Linked DNA regions of Gossypium hirsutum: region 1 is linked to region 2. The links are chromatin contacts, called in public Hi-C maps. All regions are on one chromosome and are shown on one strand. Each heading gives the region's core, a stretch centred on a gene start, on an enhancer-like site or on the middle of the called end of the contact. The rest is flanking DNA. Distances are from core to core; before and after follow the strand shown.

Region 1 (6,806 bases), core at 610-3,109, 260 kb after region 2:
GAATCCCCATATATTGGCATGATATATTTGTTTTTGCTGTTGCAGGCCCATCCTTACTTCTCTCAAGTCAGGGCAGCAGAAAGCAGCAGGATGCGAACTCAGTAACCGGGTACACTCTGGGTTCCTTTGTAAATCAATCCAGACTTTTGGACAGATATGTTGTTAAATGTTACATAAAAACTACATAATTCTAATGACTGCCATCGTCAGTTTTAGGAAAGGTGATTTACCATCATTACTAGCCATTTGCCCGGAGTAACTTTTTATCTAAGAATATAGACCATACAGTTTTTTTCGTGCAATTTTCTTTAAATTCAAGTATCATAACCCATAGTTGATAACTACAGTGTTTATACGAGTAAGAAATTTAATGGCTATTCTACAAATTGTATAATAGGAAAAACATAAACCAGAGATGGACCTGCACGGTATAGGACTGCCTAGTTTGAGTGTCAAACATAGGTATGTAGCTAATATGTATATACTCACTTTTTATATATAAAATATTTCATGGAGTTAGGATCTTTCAATCAACAACATAGGTACCTGGACAATATTAAGAGGTTAAGAATTCTTATCATCAGTTCATTCGAAGTTTCAAAGTAAATGAAAATTTAAATGATCCATGATCTTGAATCTTTTTTTTTTTTTCTGAAGCCGGTAAAGAAAAAACCATAATGTAATACAAGTCAATTCTTTCCTGGTAGATGGGCCTCTAGAGCAGAGCAAAGGAATAAAGTGTCGCATTCAGTCTATTAAATTGAAAGGTCTCTCCTTCGCCATCATCATTCAAAAAATTTAAAGCTCCTGTTTTGCACCACATAAAACTCCCCTTTAACCAATGCCAAGGCCACCGACCCTATAAAATTTAACATCCAAATTTTCTTTTATTAATTACATAATAAAAACAACACCAACCAAACCCACCTTCTTTAATCTTGATTAGTCTATTTATATGATTAAAATGTGTACTGAAGGGTAAGAAATAGAAATAGTCGAAATTATTTTTAATTGAAGACTCAAAAACAAGTCATCTATGATTCGATCTATAAATATTAAAAAAAAGTATTTATTTATATATTTGAATATGGGTTAAATGTCTTTTATTTTTGGAAAACTTCAACTTAAATTTCCACTCAACGATGTATATGCCATTAACGACGGTTAAAATACGCAATTATATATTCCTTTCATAAGATGGAATCCCATAACTTGTTTCTGCTGTCACACGACGACCCAGTGAATTAACTTAATTTCCCATTCCATTGTTTACTTTTCCTTCCCAGATTTCATTATTTTGGTATTCCCTTCTTAAAAAACTTATAATTAACTAATTTGAACGAAATAATTTACTTACTAAACTCAACTATGTAAACCTGCACTTAATGTTCACAAATTACAGTGTCTCGATTTTTACCAGCACAACCAACACCTCATTGGGTTTTTCATAACATACGTTTTTGTGTTTAAGCTTTTAGCCCCACAAGAGCATAAAATCTAACCGCCCCCACACTTTCCTCCACAGTCGACAATAATATTGAAGAAAATGAATGTGAGTGCATAAATTGATGTAGGTATATATGTATATATTTATATATATATATTCAATTGTTTGGAAATCATATGCTCAGTACCCATCTTTGAATATTGCAGAGAATCAAAGCATGAATACTAGCTAAGGCTAATGCACTGCAATTCTGCATTTTCCCCTTGATTCTTCATGTTCTATTTATCTTCCTATTTCAATCCCCACCCTATGATTCTCTCTGCAATTCAAAATTTGCCTATAAAATCCCACTTTCTGCACCATTTCTTGCTTGAATTACAACAAGTATCAGTTTGTTTCAACTTTGGAAGCCATGGAAAGCACAGCAATTAGCAGTGATGAAGAAGACGCACTGTCACTATCTGATCTGCCATTGGAGAACCAAGTTCAACCAAGGAATGAAGAAAATGGTGAACCCCAAGCATTTAGAACCGATGAAGATTTCAACTTTGGCTCATTAACAGACCCAAAAATGTGTTCAGCTGATCAGGTCTTCTTTAAAGGCCAGATATTGCCCCTGTGGGACTTGGTTTGGTCTGACAGTGGGTGCCGGTGGTCAGAGTCCATGGACCATGGTTCATTAAGTGGCTTCACAAGTGTTAGCAGAAGTAACAATACTACTAATTCCATCGCAGTTTCAAATTCCTCCTCCAAGTCTATAAATTTCAGAAACAAGCTCAGCACAGATCCAAGTCCCAAACCGCAGGTAAGCATGTCGAAAATTCGACCAGTCAATGTCGGAATTCGAAACCAGACATGGTCAATGTGGGGGTGTTTCAGGTTAGGTGTGGTCCGAGCACCCGTACTTGAATTGCAAGACTTGAAAGTTCGTAGAAATACAGTGAGCCGAAACAGTAAGGTTGTTAAAAACAAGAAAGTTGGCCAAGTTTCAAAGAAGCAACAAGATTTAAACAAGGGTTTCATAGAGAAGAGAATAATGGGGATGTATAGTGGATGTAAATGCTCAGCTAATGTAGTTGAAACAGTTCCATTGAACAACGTAGTTTTCATCAAACGTAACAAAAAGGGTGAGAAAAAGAACGGAATATTGGTTTCTGCCATGGAAGAGAAGAAACTGCAGCATGAATTGAAGATGAAAAAGATGAAAGAGAAAGGGAGAGAAAAGTAAAGCAAGCGTTTTCACGTCATTGAACGCTTTGAATGGTTAAAGGATCTTTCTTTTGGGTTTCACATGTAAACTATGTCATTCGAATTCAATATATAAAGGTTAGGTAGCAGTATGTATTCAGTCCAATATATTTGAATCTTTTAAAAATATATTTGAAGTATCTTTGAATGTTTATAACCTCCATTTGGTACAACATAGAGGATTATCAGCTTAAGTAATAAATACCGCGTTTGATGCGACCTTTGCCTCAATTTAAATCCGTTTCCGAGCTACTTCATGGAAAGTTTACATAACCAAGTCGGAATGTCAGCCTAGGAACTAAGTAAAAATGTTAGACTTGAAAAATAAACTTAGCAAAATAATTAGATTCGTTTAAAATATAGATGAGATCGGGTTTGAATATTCATGGCATGAGTCCAACCCAATTCGACATGTTTTCTTTAAGTTTGTAATGTTATACATATATATATATGTTATTTTTATATATTATGTAATTTATAACACAAAAATTAAATCTATAGTAGTATATAATATTACTGTTATACCTTATGTGATGGGCTTTGCGGACCTTATAACATACCTTGTGAACCTGACCATGTATCTATAAAGAGCTGAACACGTGTCTCCCAATGAAACCAACCACATTGAGAATCTAGGCTAGTTCGCAAACCCCAACTTGACAAACTTTGGAAAGGATAGCTCTGCTAAGATTATGTGAGGGCCACACAGAGACTTAGAGTAATTGATTGCTAGTCGCTCTAACATGTCTTATCCTGAGACATCACGTTATCGTTACTGTCACTGTTAAGGGTATTAAATCAGACTTCCACATCAACAATCTTAGAACACGTAGCTAAGTTTGTCACCCACTATAAAATGGTCATACAAATAGCTCACGTGGGACTTTTTCTTATCCTAAATCTCCAAACTCTCTCCTAGGAAAACATAAATCTCTTCCTGACTTTCATCCTTCACTCCTTTATCCTACATTTATCTTCTTTCCTTGTTGACCTTATTGGTTAACAATTACTATAATGTGAACATTACAAAAAATAACAATATGACTATATATAAAATTTTAATAATTAAAATTATAAATTTATTAAATATTAAAATAAAATAACATTTAAAAAAAAAGTAATATGGATAGACCTAAGATAGGCTTGGTCATTTATAGGTTTGAGAAAAATTTTAGACCTATATTTCGGGTCGGACTGGGCTTGGGCAAACATAAAGTGTATGTTAATACAATGTCTAGGCCCAATCCAAACTCGACTCAACTCATGAACACCTCTACTTTCTCCCCTAAACTTCACCCGTTATTTCACACAAATAGACCAATAGGCTCGATCGAAAAGTTTTGGGTTGGATATCAACATTTTTTTAAATTATCCGAATTTGAGTCCACAACTTTGCCTAAAATTCCAAAAAAAAATTATTCGTAAATTATCCCAATAGTACTATTCAAATCCAAATTAAATACTATTATCCGTACGATATTTAAAAAAAACATTTTCAAAATTTTTAATCATTGTTTTAGATATTTAAATTTGAAAAAGTTCGAGTTGAATCTAATAAAATTCTTTTTATAAGCATTTTATAACTAGAGGATTTGGATATCAAAATCCACATTCACTATGTGAAGAAGCTGTGTGGATTCCGATGATAAATATCAAAAGTATCTATTTGTATCTGCTTCCCATTCTCAACAGACAATAAATTTAAAATGTGAATCCAAATATTATCCTAATATGCAAAAAATGTATTGGTTATCTACAAATATCTTAATTGCCATCCCTAAGCAAGCCTTGCCCCATAGTGAGATCTCACCCAAAACCAATATACCGAGCCTTCAAACCAAGATCCAAAGGAACCTTGATACATGTTCCATGCCATTCAACAAGATGTTCCTCACCTAACATGTCAAATTCTTTTTGAGAATTAAATATATTTATGAATCGGATCCGATCATATTATAACTTAAAAATGTCTAAACCCTTGTCAAATCTTATTTGGAGAGCCTAAACTTGTTTAAATAACTCATTTGCTATTAAAAATAATAAAACATAAATTTTTATTAATAGATATTTTATGATTAAATAAAAGGTAAAGTACACCAACAGTCACCTAGGTTTCATTTTAGTCACTCAACTTTAGAAAAATAACAAAACAATCACTAACTTTATCAAAAAGTGACAAATCAATCACTTATTAACATTTTCTGTTACTGTCTTAACGAGACCGCTGATGTGGCAAGTTGACTGGCTAGTGTGGCCAGTTAACTTGCCATGTTGGTGAAGCAGTGGAAGGTTCAAGGTTTGACACGAGTTTAGGGAAAAAATCTGAAGAGTTGGGTTGGTTTAGGGCAAAAAAACATAAATTGATTGTGATTAAGGGGAGGAGGAAAAGAAAATCGATTTGGGAAAAAAATTAACAGGGATTTGGGTTAGAAAATGATTCAAGAATCGATTAACAAGGTTGGTTTAGGGTTAGAAAATCAATTTGATAATCGATTAATAGGGTCTAGGGTTAGAAATCTATTGATATTTTTTGTTTGGGGAGAAAAGAAGACAAAACAAGAAACCTATCAGTGTTTTTGATTCTCAACGACAATAGTCAATAAAAGAGAAACTGCCAATGTTGTTACATCCATTGTAACGGGTAAGTTTCTATATTTAGTTTTTTATTTTTTGGATTTAAGGTTATTTTGATTTTGGTTTCATTTGTTATTCATATGGGGTTTAGGGTCTGTTTATTAAAGTGAATGGTAGATACTATGTATGGTATACCATGTGCATGATGTTGTGTATGTCATGTTTATTGTTTGTATCAAACTGATGTTGTGTATGTCAAGTTTATTGTTTGTATCAAACTAATGTTGTGTATGTCGTGTGCATGTGCATGTGCATGATGTTGTGTGTCATGTTTATTGTTTGTATCAAACAATATCAAGTTTGGTTATTGTTTGGTTATTAAGAGACAAATCTGTTCCTAGTTCAAATATCAATTGGATTAAATTTATTCTTTAGCTTTTATATTGTATTCGTTATTGTTTGCCATTGCTTAGGTTTAGGGTTAAAGTGTTTGGTTATTGCCTGCCATGTGCATGAAAAAAATGGTTGTGTTTGTGTTAAATTGTTTTTGTATTGGCTACTGTCTGTGATGTTGTATTAAATTGTTTGGTTGTTGTCTGCCTTTATTGACTATAAATTTGTTTGGTAGGTTTAATTGATGATAATTTTAATGAGAGTGAAGAAAAAATGTTTGATTTTGATGTGTCTGATAGCGATGTGTTTGTTAATGATGTATCTGATAGTGATGTGTCTAATAGGATAATGGTTAATCTAGATGGTTTAAACATGGATGATATAGAAATAGGGGAATAGTGTGATAGTGATGATTCTGAGAAGTTAGATAGTGCACATGAATCTGACTCAAATGGCTAAAAATTGGCCTGAGTTCAACCCGAACAATGACATGAGTAATCCTAAACTTCATATTCAAATGTTATTTAAGTCCAAAGACAGTCTAAAAGAAGCTACTAACCAGTATGGTAGGTTGAATAGTTATTTTATTAAGTTCTCCAAAAATGATCAAAAGAGGTTAAAGGTAGTCTACAGTGAAAAATGTTCTTGGTTCATATGGGCCTCTAGACTAAACTCTAATGACCCTATTAGCTAAACTTGGCAAATTAGGAGTTCAAACCCTAACCATACTTGCTCTAAAGTCTATAAAAATAAGAATGTAACCTCAGCTTGGATAGGTCAACATTATAAAGAAAAATTCATTATTGATCTTGATTATTCTTTGACATCATTGTAACAAGATGTAAAAAAGATTTCTTTTGCCTTGTCTCACTAACCAAATTAGAAAGGCTAAACTTAGGGTATTGAAATTAATTGAAGGAGCTCATAAGACTCAATATGATAAGATTTATGAGTATTTTTTGGAGGTTAGGGCTCAAAATGAGGGGACAACAACAATCTGTTATTTGGATAACAGGTTGTTTCAAAGGATGTATGTCTGTCTGTAGGCATGCAAAGATGGCTATAGGATTGGTTGTAGGTGGATAATAGCTTTAGATAGATGTTTCTAGAATGGCTACTTTGGTGGCTACCTACTGGCAGTTGT
Region 2 (7,307 bases), core at 2,188-4,687:
TATTTCTACGTCTTTATATGATTTTAATTTAGTACTATTGTGTGCACGTATACATAGCTTTTTTATACTTTAAGTACACACTGTTGGACTATATTATTTCATGCAAATATCTTTTAAATTTATTTAGGTATTTTTTTTCCTTTCTTTCCTTTTAAATTTATTTATGTATAAGTTAATCTTCTTTTGAGCATCCTAGCTTAAACTGTTTATTTATTTTAAATACTTTAGTAATTCTGTGTATATATTATTTACATTAATTTTTCGTCTTCATATGCATATACATAATTAGTTAAATCGAGTCGTTTCATTTGAATTTTTGTAACATATTATTTATTTCGAATTACTTCTTACATGTTGTATATTTAAAGAATTGACCATATATTATTAGTTTTATGTACATACAAATTATTTCAAATTCTAGCATGTGTATTTTTCCTGTACATATTTAATAGCCTTTAAATCGATTATATTGCATTGACTCCAAATCTTCGTATGGTTTTGCACATCATGTGTCTGCCATCAGTAATTAGATTTGGTGCATATGATTATGTTTAATTTCTTGGTAATGCAACATGATTGTAATTCCCATATTTTTTAAATGTCGATAGCCATTTATCTCTAAACAAATCAAACAAGTACGTTTTAACTCGACTTTTATCATTGTCAACTCCTACTCTCTCAACTTAAGGAATTATTTCGTGTTTGGAGGTTTAAGAAATCGTGCCCAATCGTGTTAGGTTTTGATTTTTCGTTCAGCTAAAATACGGAATATCGTTTTGAAATTTCATCCATGTTTTGTTAAAATTAAAACGAGGTAATATTTTGTATTTGGGGAGTTTGGGCAGTCGTACCCAATCATGCTGGGTTTCAATTTTCCATTCGATTAAAAATATGAAATATCCTTTTTGAAATTTTATCCACATTTTCTTAAAATAAAACGAGGCAATATTTCGTGTTTGGAAGTTTTGGGAAGTCCTGCCTAATCGTGCTGGGCTTCAATTTTCCATTCGACTAAAATATGGAATATCTTTTTTAAAATTTCATCCACGTTTTCTTAAACTAAAATGATGCAATATTCCGTGTTTGGAAGTTTGAGAGATCGTGCCCAATCGTGTTGGGTTTTGTTTTTTTATTCGGCTAAGATACGGAATATCCTTCCGACATTTCATCCATGTTTTCTCAAATTAAAATGAGGCAATGTTTCGTATTTGGAAATTCGATAAATCGTGCCCAATCGTGCTGGGTTTCAATTTACCGTTTGGCCGAATAGTCAAATATTCTTTTTAAAAATTTTAAGTGCATGTGTTTTGGAAATCTTGAGATGATCTTGTGTCGAGGTTTCGAAATATTGTATCTAATCGTGCTGGACGTAATATTTTATTTCTTCTAAGCGAGAGAATCTCAATATCCAATTCAAGTTATCCAAGCGTTTTTAAAGATTGTATTTTAAAATTTTTTCAAAATTTCAACATTAGGATATTAATCGATCAATACGGTACCGATATTGGGCGTTGCGAGGGTGCTAATCCTTCCTCGTGCGTAACTGACTCCCGAATCCATTTTCTAGTTTTTCGTAGACCAAAAATGTTGTTTTAATAAATCAAAATATTTTATTAAAATAATCAACCACAGGGTGACTCGATCACACCTAAACAAAAAGGATTGGTGGCGACTCCTAACTTTTCGTTTTCAAAAGTCGATTTCCCGTTTTCAAAAAAATGGTTTTGACAGATATAATGTCAGTAAAAATTTTATGTAACAAAATTTTAAAAAAATTATATAAGATTTTGTTGAAATGTGATGCTTGTTTCCTTTATACAATAAACAAGTAGATTATGGCATAGTCATGAACTAGATTAAGAACAAAATTATGCCATAAATATATTTAAAAAAATTGATATAAATAGCAAATGAGATGTTTAAATCTCCCATCAGTTTGCAAAGAAACCATGAGAGGCGTTTCAATGGTGTGACCGTAAAACCTTTAAAAGGTTGAAATGAAATTCCATTACATATAAGTTATATTACTTAGACTTGAGAATAATTTTGTTAAATTCTTTTTGTTTTTCGAAGTTTTTGAAAATTGAATATCAAAATTTTTGCAATTCCTTAATATCACCATTAAAAGGAAAGTCTGTACATTTTTGTGCAATTTCATAGATACCAGTGATTCATAAACATAGCAATACCAGTAATTAATTTATAATTAATTTCATTAGTACAGTTTTTTAAGTATTTGTGTTGGATATTTTTTGTTAAAAATATATATCGGACATATATTTGTATCCGATATTTATGTTCAAGTAATTATAATCAATTACATTTTCTTATTTAAATTGAAACGAGTTCGAAAAAACATATCTCTAACCCAAAGCGGGGACAATGAAAGAACAGCAAACAAGCCAGTCATGTGACCGAACACTATCTGCTTTGGTGGTTTAGGACTCAAAACCTTCTTCACTACATGCCTTGCGAACATAGTTGCATCCGTTGCCTTTGAACCTTGCGAAGCCCTGGCCCGCTCTGCAATCGCCTCCTTGAATTCCTTATAAAGTTTCCAATCATGGTTTCCCAGCCTCTCGAGGCTAGAGTTTCCGAAATTCGATCTCACAGAACCAGGCATCACAAGCACCGTATCGATGCCAAAGGGCCTTAATTCAACTCGCAAACTGTTGGTCATGGCATGGACTGTAGCCTTGCTAGAACAATATGACCCCGCCCATGGTGTCGGCACCTTCCCAACGATGCTCCCTACATTAACTATAACTCCCCGACACCTCGACGCCATGTGAGGCACAACTTGTTGCACCATTCTTAACTGCCCCAGTGCATTGATTTCCCAAGCTTTCCTGATTGCATCTAACGGAAGCTCGGCTAACGGTCCGGTGCTTCCTATACCAGCATTATTTACAAGCACATCAATGTGACCGTACTTGGATATAATACCATTCACAACTGATGATACGCTCTCGTCTGATGAAACATCAAGCTCTTCCATTTCGATTTTATCAGAACCGAAATCTAGCATGTCATCCTTGCGTTGAGGGATATCGGAGGCGATGACCCGGCAATCCTGCTCGGCAAATGCCCGGCAATACTCAAATCCAATGCCACCTTTTGCACAACCGGTGACTAGAACAACCTTTGGCTCATGCATTTTAGGTCGTGTTCGTATTCCTCTTTGATTATATTAAGAATGTTTCATTTATAAAAGATTGTTGGTGAGGCAGACTGTCGGATACGACAAGGCTTTGCTTTTCTTGTTTATTTCATAAATCTAGATGAAGAATATGCCTTAACGCATATGCTTGCTCAAAGCAAATTGGCCGGCAAAATTAGAGCTTCTTAGCTTGTTAGCTTATATACATATAGGCCTTTTATCTTTGTCTTTTAACATATATAAGAGTTTATCTTCAACACCTTTTTTCTTTCCACATAACGCAACCATTAAAAAATTATAATGCAATTCAGATCCAAAAATCAAGGATTCCTCCTATCTCATCTCTTCAAATCTTACGGGAAGCCCAACTGAAAACTTAATCAACGGCCTAAATCATAGTGCTGGTTTGCCAAAGCATAAATGGCCCTAAAATAGACCTAGCCTGGCCCATAACTCATAAGCCTTATCTGAATTGCATTGTTGTTATTATGTGCTGTTGGTCCCTGCACTTGTATAGAATTGGAGATTTAGTCCTTATCTTTAAAAGTTAAAATTCAATCCTCCTAATTTTTCAACTTAAAAATCCTAGTTCAATCATTATCATTTGTCAAAACTTTATCATGTTTATTTTTTTTTCAATCATACTAGTCTAATCCAAACTTCAAATTAACTAAACAAAAATATTTAAATAAATAAATAAACTTAATATTTATCTCTTTAAATATATAGATTAAATCTTAAATTTTGTCAAATTACAAAGACTAACTATAAATTTTAACTTATTATTTTGTAATTTAGTTGACCATTAATTTTTTTAAAGGATTTTACAAGCTCAATTATTAGTAAGTAATCTGTATGGTGAAACTTAAACTCACACATATACAAGAAAAGTCCAAATATAACATTTGTGCGTGATAAATAAAACATACTTGTTTCTAAGTTCATATGCAAAACCTTATGAAAACAAATTAATAAGTTTCAGCCCTTAAACTTTATCACTTGATAGCATAAATTGAACTTTCTTTTGATCAAGGCTTTCATAGATTTTCTTTCTCCTATCATAACACGCTTTACATGAGAAACTGCATATATCAAACTATCCCAGGTAGGATTTCCAACATTATTGAAGGCAATATTTTGCAGCCTGGATTACAAATAAGATGTGTCCGGAACAATAACCCAGAATTTGCAGCATACCAATATCAGAAGCCGGCTTGCCTAGAACGATCGAAGAATATACAGCATAGGGAACACTTCATGCAACAGGGGTTTTGCAACAAACATCAAAGATATCATCTAGGGGAGCATGATCTCCGGTCCCTTCGTCTTTTCGTGCGTACAACAACTGTTTACCTTTGAATACGAACATCCCTCCCTGATAAAAGAACCAAATCAAACCTGAATGATCAGCCGGTTAATCTTAATTGAAACACCAATTACGAAGAATGTTGATGCAAATTCTGAAACCTGTTGTAAGACACTGCTTGTATCATCTGGAGTTGCTTTGATGGTATAGTTTTCCATAGCTTTCTTCACTTTGTCAAGTCTTGAGAACACCTTCGCCTGTACATACATATGAAATTTTATATGAATCAATTAATGAGACATCGTCTCTCAATGAACAACAAAAGTAACTCCTTATAAGCTGAGAATGGAATTTACACTGGCTGGATTGAAAAATGTGCGCCCAAGACCATAGTATAAACCCAGAACATCATATGCCTGAAATTGAAGAGATGTTCAACACTTGCAATCACAAAAAGAGGGAAATTCAACTAAATGAGCATGATTAATAAGTAAAACATATCTATAAGTTGTCCTGTGTTTTACACACATCTCCGAAACATATCCAGACAGTGGTATAAGGGTATTATCCTCCAAAGACCCTCCAAATACATGGAAATCTTGATAAATATTGAACATATCTATGTCAGACACATATGCGCACCCAATACTCACACTCAAGACGTAAAACTAGCAACATGTTACCTTACGTTCAGGATCAGCATATAGGGAGTCCATTGGAAATGGTACCTGCAAATTCCATGAATGCAATTGTTAAAAAGGACATAGGCAGATGCAGAAATACACGGATGACCGAGAGTGCCAAGTTCAACTTAGGTTTTACAATGAGTAACAAATCAATTTTCATGCTCAATCCATTTCCATAAGAAAGAAGATCACACATTCATATCTACTCAAAAGATGCAATTGTTACATTTTTAGTAACAACCTATCTGATTCATCATATGAGAATAAGAAAGATGAAAAGACATTTCAAGTGTTTAAACTCTATGTTACTTAGACTCAAAGGTAAGTATTGGATATGGGATCCGGCACAAGTTCACCAAATTTTTCTAAGCTTTTTCATATATTCGAAGGATCATACCTCACATCTATATCCAAATATGGATGGTTTAGGAAAACTGAATAGTCCGATAACCATAGGTTAAACTATTCTATCAAAGCTTCTTTAGATGTTAAAGCCTTGAAAGTTGACAACATATTTCCAAATTATGTAACATAAACGATTAAGGGAAACCCTGACGAAAAGATGAAGCACGAACTGCTACAAACAGCTAATTGAGCAAACAAGTTAGACTCAAAATTCATGGTCTTCCATTTAAAGCTTTCATAAGTTAGATTGTCGAATAGACCATGAAGAACTCAAGTAATGGAAAGAAAAAAAAAAGAAAACCAAAAAAAAGAAAAAAAGTAATGGAAAAAACATAAGTACCCGCTCTGCAAGGATACGAGCTCTATCAGGAGTACCAACCCCAACAGCAATTAATTTCACACCAGCTGAGTCGAATTTTGGCTTTGCTTCTTTCAAAGCTGAAGCAAGTTCCCAACTTCCAAGAACAAGTATAATATAAATTTATCACTGAAAAGACCCAACGGAAAATCTAGTTTCTTAAATTAACAAAGATGGCTCCTAAATATGTACATATATACCAGCAAAAGCATCCGAAATGCCTCAAAAATGCAACAACCGCTACTCCCTGAATCAATATTAAGCTGCTTGTTAAGAAATTTGGGTTCCCAGAAATTATTGTTTTAAACAAGAGGGATTGAAAATTCAAGCATAGAAATAAGTATTATTACTACCTCGGTTTGGTCCCAGAGGTCTTTGAACAGAACGGGTTGACCCGAAGCGGTGAAAATGGTAACTTCGCTGAGCATATCGCCGATGTTGGTGGGGAATTCAGCGGCAGAGGAAGAAGAGACTCGGGCCATGAAACGAGAGTTACCACCGTTGGCGTTCAAAGTAATATGTTTGGTGGATTTATAGGTAGCTTTCTTTGGAGTAAGGAAGTGAGAAGGAGAAGAAATGACTGTAGGGAATTGGGATCTTGGAGTTGAATAACAGAGAAAAATCCTTGAACAAGTCATCATCGCCATAGAAATTTGGAGTTCGTTTTTTTATTTTTTTCGCGGAGCAATGAAAGTTAAAGCAACCGTCGAAGGCGGTGTATCGCGTCTTGTATTCGTTATTTACGTGGCGGAAGTTTGGGCAATATGTATGGTGGATGGCGCCAGGAATTTTTTTTTTTTGGGGGCGGGTTTTTAACAACCACTTCCACAGTTCCACTCGACCATTTCTATCTTTGTGTGATCGAAATTCTGAAAATAAAAATATAAGACTTCTTTTATTTAATTTCCTTTAATTTCACATTTTTCATTTTTGTTAAATTATACTTTTTTTTATAAATTTATAAATTAGGTTTTTACATTAATATTGTAAAAAATAAGGTGTAACTTATAAATTAGTATTTAAATTTTTTTTTCATATTTTGACATTTAATTTTTTTTTTACAAGTGGTACCTAATCTATTTTTCTTTTTCAAGGTGATACTTTTCTTAGTTCAATAGTTAATCAAACCATTAAGTTTATTTTTTTATAAATACTCATAAATATCTCTTTGATTTTTTTACATAATTATAATTATAATTTCAAAAAAGAAATGAAAAATCACACCAATGATTTATAATTTTTTTAAGTTTTTTATAAAATAAAAATAATAATTAATTTTAGAATTTTAGAATTTTTTTATATTTTTAGAATTTTTAATTAAAATTTCAAAATTATAGTTAAAAATGTTATAAAAGTACTAAATTGAATGTTTTAACTATAGTTTAGGGATCA

What was found. A called contact is a pair of places that touch in the nucleus more often than the background predicts.
Region 1: a Hi-C map of leaf shows a contact between it and region 2, with 2.1 times the contacts expected there. The contact joins the promoter of LOC107914336 here to the promoter of LOC121208267 in region 2. A contact is called at or near these places in 2 of 34 Hi-C or Micro-C datasets (both in leaf).

The regions. Positions count from the first base shown.
Region 1 is chrA10:17,642,788-17,649,593 of Gossypium_hirsutum_v2.1, forward strand. LOC107914336 reads left to right here and starts at 1,860. Exons shown (of 1, transcript XM_041078497.1): 1 at 1,860-2,675. The coding sequence starts at 1,860. The coding sequence ends at 2,675. It overlaps LOC107914335 (casein kinase II subunit alpha-2), which reads left to right. Exons shown (of 10, transcript XM_016843225.2): 10 at 46-295. The coding sequence ends at 105.
Region 2 is chrA10:17,383,463-17,390,769 of Gossypium_hirsutum_v2.1, forward strand. It overlaps LOC121208267 (short-chain dehydrogenase ptmH), which reads right to left and starts at 3,438. Exons shown (of 1, transcript XM_041078807.1): 1 at 1,662-3,438. The coding sequence starts at 3,157. The coding sequence ends at 2,318. It overlaps LOC121208268 (thioredoxin-like protein AAED1, chloroplastic), which reads right to left and starts at 6,781. Exons shown (of 7, transcript XM_041078808.1): 1 at 6,269-6,781; 2 at 6,116-6,162; 3 at 5,898-6,012; 4 at 5,150-5,194; 5 at 4,823-4,882; 6 at 4,628-4,723; 7 at 4,169-4,535. The coding sequence starts at 6,562. The coding sequence ends at 4,416.